2 separate regions of the Zea mays genome follow, and region 1 is linked to region 2. The links are chromatin contacts, called in public Hi-C maps. All regions are on one chromosome and are shown on one strand. Each heading gives the region's core, a stretch centred on a gene start, on an enhancer-like site or on the middle of the called end of the contact. The rest is flanking DNA. Distances are from core to core; before and after follow the strand shown. Region 1 holds the start of LOC100216951. Region 2 holds the start of LOC109942625 (GRF-interacting factor 10).

Region 1 (2,700 bases), core at 127-2,626, 200 kb after region 2:
ATATTCAGTCCATTTTATTTGAAATAGATATCCTACTAGCTAGTGCAAAATTGATACTTTCAAATAGTTTTTGTAATTTAGTAATTCTCAATTTTAGCTGAAATTTTCTGTGGACGGTATGCTGGAAGAACTCAACATAGTTATATTTATGCATATATGTTCAGTGGTCAAACATAATCTTGTCTTACACTTCTCCGAGTACAAGCAAAAAGCATGTTTTTGTCCAGCATTCTTTTGTTATGTACTGATATAGCACCGATTTAATTCCCTTTTAGCGAAACACTGATTTAATTTTGCTTAGCCCCAAAAACGAGATCTTCTTAAAATCCTTTACTGTTAGTATCTTAATAGTTGTGTGCTCTTTGCAAAATGCAAATCATGAAGTTTTCAGTCATCATCGTTTTTTACTCAACAAATGTTGTATTTATATTTGTTTTTTTCAGTTCAGAGTTCCTTGGCTACTGTGACCACTTTTATCGATTCATTTGTGCTCTCAGTCTCACAGAGTGCAGGCATTGCCGCTTCATAGTCCACCTCTCAGCTGCGGCAATGCCAGTCTTAGTTGACGCCTTGACGGAATATTTGTGTTGCTGTTGCTGTCTATTTCTACTTGTATAATTATTCTTCTAAGAGAGTAAGTTTGGTATATGGACCAAGTTACTGAGTGTTGGGCCTAACTAGACACAATGTCTAGTGTATTACTGAGTCAAAGTTGTCTCTGTATACATGACACTCGATGTCTCAATCAGTATCTTATTGTGCAAGGGAAAAATGTTACGGTTTTTCTCCATAAATCATGATATTATATTTTGTTTGCTACACTGATTTTATCATGTACACAGTCAAATGGTCTAAACTTGCCTCAGCCATGAGCCAAATACTCAGATACATGCAAATCCATATCAATCGAAGCCAACCCTAAATTGGCAATCAAATAAAATAGGTTAGGTCCTACAAGGAAGGAGGGGCTTGGGTGGTGGGAGAGGGATCACCCAATCCCCCTCTGTATTGATTCTTCTGTGGATTGTATTGTACCCCTAACTTGTCAAACGAAACGTTAAGGGACATGGTACACACGATAATTTTTTTGCAAAAAGTTCGAAGTTAGCAAGTTAGGGTTTGGGTGCTCTGTTTTACACAACAGGAAGGGAAGAGAAGTGTAGGAATACCTGGCGTCGCCCGGCGAAGAGACTGACGAATACGAATGCCTTGGTCCTCGGGACCTGGCGTAGGGCGGCGGCGGCAGCCTACCCAGTCGTCGCAGCGAGAGAGAAGGGGGAGAGAAAGAACGAGGGGGACGGCCGGACGGGGTAAAACGTGAACGGATGCAGGAGTGCAGGACGGGGCTTGCGGCGGACGGCAGTAGCCCGGTCCTCGGGCTCGGGCTCGGGCTCGGAGGGAGCGCAGCGCACCCGCAGGGACCTTGTCCTGGACTCCTGGGCCGACTTTTGTCCCTTTTTTTTTTGGCAGTTTCTCTTTTCTTAGGTTTAGGTGACTAGTTATTTTTAATCTCTTTAGTCAGCAGGTTTTTTATTTTATTTGACCTCTCATTTTTTTTGACATCCACTAATTAATAGAAATAATGCAGTTATTATTGGCACCAATTAATACTATTTAATCAGATTTAGTCACTAGAACCAAACGAGGTATTTTAGTTACTAAACTTTAATCACTAAAATTTAGTCAGGTGAATAATAGAGTGACTTTATTTCAATTTTCTGGATGTTTGGTTACCAACAGAATAAGAGTGGAGTGACTCCTATATCTTAATATGGAAATTTTAAAGGAACCAAACGGAACCTTATTTATTTAGAAACATATCATGTGCGATGGTGCAATTAAACGATCCCGTGCATATCAAAATCCAATTATGGTTGATATTTTAAGTAAAAGAGGTTAAATATAAAATAGTAGTTATCGTAAGATTTTGATCAAATGTACTAGATCGCTTGATTACACGGTATAAAAATCCAATTATGATTTGATATTCTATGTAAAAGAGGTTAAATATAAAATAGTTACTAGATTTCGGACGAAAAGGGATCAATGTAAAATAGCGGCCATCGTTAGATTGATTTTGATCAAACGTACCAGATCGCATGATTACACGGTTGTATGAACATGATTGATTGAATCGGATGTATTCTCTAATTCTTTTTCCTTATCTCTTTTTTAATGTTTTCCTGTTTGGGCATGATCTCTTCCTTTTGTGTTTAATATCTTCGTAGGCCACAGCCAGATGTGCCAATGTATCTTGGTAGTCGTAGGGTCGCAGCTATATGAAATTGCAAGCAACTCGCAACCCAAACACGCATTTCAATATAATAAACTTGGAAGAAGAAAAACAATCCAATCTGGTAGAATTATCACTATCAAGTTATGTTATGGACTAGATATGTGCCTGTGCGTTGTGACGGCGTATAAGTTATTCGATAAATATTTGTCGGGGACCGTAATTATGGGTACCTCCAATGCTCTTTAACCTGGCCGGAAAATATCTTCAGAACAAACTGCAAAGACTGATTAAGCACGGTTCAAGTCAAGGCCTCGTCTACTAAGAGACGCGATCTCGCCTCGCCCGAGCCCGGCCTCGGACGGGAACAGTAGTCCCGGACGGATTCACGCCTCGCCCGAGGGCCTCCTCAGGCAGTGGGCGCACCCTTGGCTCGCCCGAAGCCTGGCTCGGGCAGACTTTGTCGT
Region 2 (2,700 bases), core at 97-2,596:
CCCTTGCTAGCCCTCGTGTAGTGGTACTCGCAAAAGCTAACAGTTGGGAGTGCACGGCCCGAGCAGCGCCACTTCTTCCCGTCGCTGCGACGGCAACGGAGGTGGTCAGGAAGTGGCGGCTGGGAGTCACCACGCTCCCCTGACTTCCGACGGCACCGGCGACGCGACGGCGTAGGGTTCTCCTCTGTTTCGTCATCGGGAGTGGCCGCTCGCTTACGACGGCGACTGCGGCGAGGAGGGGATGGAGGAGATTCCTCAGCATCACCTTCGGTGTCGGATTCACCACCATCCTCTTCGACCGTCTCAGCAGCTTCCTCTTCACTATCGTCGTCGGTCACGGCGGTGGCTCCCTCATCCTCGCCATCGGACTCCTCCGCTTTTGCCTTCGGATCAGCACCCTTGACATCTGCTTCGCGGTCTGAGCCAGTCCCACCAGCTTCTTCATCTGAGGCGTCAGGCTTCGCCTCTGACTCCGTGGCCACCGTTTCAGCCTTGGCCTCGACGGCTTTGGCTTCAAGCTCTGCATCCATTTTCTCCGTTCCGTTCTCGCCAGCTTCTTCGCCGGGGGGAGAGGGGGCGCAGAGCGTCGAGTCGGGGGCCGTGCGGCGTCTGTCGCGGCTGACATTATGCGGGGCGGGGAGGGCGGCAACGCGACCCTTGATGGCGGCGCAGATTGCGGCGCGGAGACGGGATCTGCGCGCTTGCGGAGGATCGTTGAGCGCGGCGTGCGGGCGGGATGGCAGAACAGTGCACCGTCTAGGGTGTGGACGCCTACATTAGACACTTAAGTAGTAGTAGAGATTTGCCTTGACGTTTAGCCCTTATTTATGTAATTAAACTAGATTTAATACTTCTAACTAATATCTAAACATTCAATATGATATAGACTAAAGTAATACTAGATTGTAGAACAGATGCTTACTTTAATAATATTTTATGATAGGATAAATTTTAATGGTATTTCTGAAATCTCACTTTCTTTATGTGCCATGGAACCACAACACTACTGTAGCACTAGACAAGCAGTCACCCCGCCACTCCCAAGAGAAATTAGAACCTGTAGACTAAGACCCTGTTCCAATCTCGCGAGATAAACTTTAGCAGCTATTTTAGCTACTTTTAGCCATTTGTAATCTAAACAGGAAAGCTAATGGTGGTAATTGAAACTAAACTTTAGCACTTTAATTCATATAGCTAAAGTTTAGCAGAAAGCTAAAGTTTATCCCGTGAGATTGAAACGGGGCCTAAGCTGGTAAGTAGTCACCGCCACTCCCGAGAGAAATTAGGACTGGTTGGGCCTCTGAGTGATGCCTTGTTGGCCTTCAAACGGCCCTCTAATCTCTCCATGCCTAGTCTACTACCCGATGTACGTGGGGCGTCCACACGTCTAATGACGTCCCCGTGATGACCCCCTCGCGCTGAACAAATTTTCTCCCTCACCACTAATAAATTATATTTAGTATTAATTAACTTAAATTTAATTAATAAATAACAATGTATAGTATGGTACTACAAATACTTTATTGATTTTTAAAACTAAAATTGATGTAAAAAATCAAATATGTTAGTTAAATAGTAAAAAGGAAGCTGGACAAAGAAGGTAAAATAAAGGAAATAATAATTAAGAGAGATATATTTAAATACGAATAGAAAATAGGAATAATAAAATTTGGAAGGGGAATGGTCGGAGAGAGAAAGCTTCCTCCCTCTTCCCTGGTCTGGTCGCTTCTCCTGTAGCTGTAATTTTTGAGAGTCCCTCTCAAACTTTGCTTGCTTGCGCTCTCCATATATCCTGTGGATCGGAGAGGATGCTCTGATCTACCTGTCTGTTCTTCGATCGAGTCTGAGAGATTTGGGAGGAGGAGGGAAACAAAGCGAAAGAGCCCATCTTTTTTGTCTTTTTGGTTCGGTTTCGTGGTTGCTTCTTTTGGACCCCGCGGAGGAGCCCACCGTTTCTACAAAAACCCAATCTTTGCTGCCTTCTCAGCGGTCGAGATCGATAGGTTTCCAGATCTGAGGCTCCGTGTTCTGGCTGTGAGATCGGAGGCGCAGCAATCCGAGCACGCAGCTAGTAGGGAAAGTATCCGAGAAAAGGTAATTCCTTTTTTGCTTCCCTTCCCAATGCAAGGAAAGTATGGTGGACTCGTTGGTCTTCCTCCCTATGATCACGCAATTTGGGTGCTAGAAATGCGCGATGGTTGATCTTCACGTGGGTCCTGTTTGGTTCCAGTTGCAGATTTTGCTGGGGGCAACGGAGCGAGAACAAGTTACTGCAGAAGGAAAGGGCAAAGGTGGGGGAGGCGCCGGAGATGAGGGATGCTATCAGCTCTGATGGATTATTTGAAATCTTGCTGGGGTCCGGCATCACCGGCTGGGCGTCCCCGCAAAGGATCGGATGCCACCGGCCGCCAGGACGGGCTCCTGTGGTACAAGGACGGCGGGCAGGTCGTCGATGGTGAGTTCTCCATGGCCGTGGTCCAGGCCAATAACCTATTGGAGGACCATAGCCAGGTTGAATCCGGGCCGCTTAGCACATCGGAGCCTGGACTGCAAGGCACCTTCGTCGGGGTCTACGATGGGCACGGTGGCCCGGAGACAGCGCGTTACATCAATGACCATCTCTTCAACCACTTGAGGAGTAAGGCCTCTACCGCTGTTGAAGTTCATGCTTTAGATCAAACAGTAGCAATCAAGCTATGC

What was found. Hi-C and Micro-C count contacts between places; a contact is called where the count stands out from the background.
Region 1: a Hi-C map of tassel shows a contact between it and region 2, with 1.7 times the contacts expected there. The contact joins the promoter of LOC100216951 here to the promoter of LOC109942625 in region 2. A contact is called at or near these places in 3 of 25 Hi-C or Micro-C datasets (ear, leaf and tassel).

Annotation. Positions count from the first base shown.
Region 1 is chr9:132,228,155-132,230,854 of Zm-B73-REFERENCE-NAM-5.0, forward strand. LOC100216951 reads right to left here and starts at 1,377. Exons shown (of 4, transcript NM_001143333.2): 1 at 1,170-1,377.
Region 2 is chr9:132,023,808-132,026,507 of Zm-B73-REFERENCE-NAM-5.0, forward strand. It overlaps LOC109942625 (GRF-interacting factor 10), which reads right to left and starts at 1,347. Exons shown (of 3, transcript XM_020544741.2): 1 at 1,265-1,347; 2 at 1-771. The coding sequence starts at 1,347. LOC100285006 reads left to right here and starts at 1,835. Exons shown (of 5, transcript NM_001372158.1): 1 at 1,835-2,094; 2 at 2,231-2,638. The coding sequence starts at 2,317.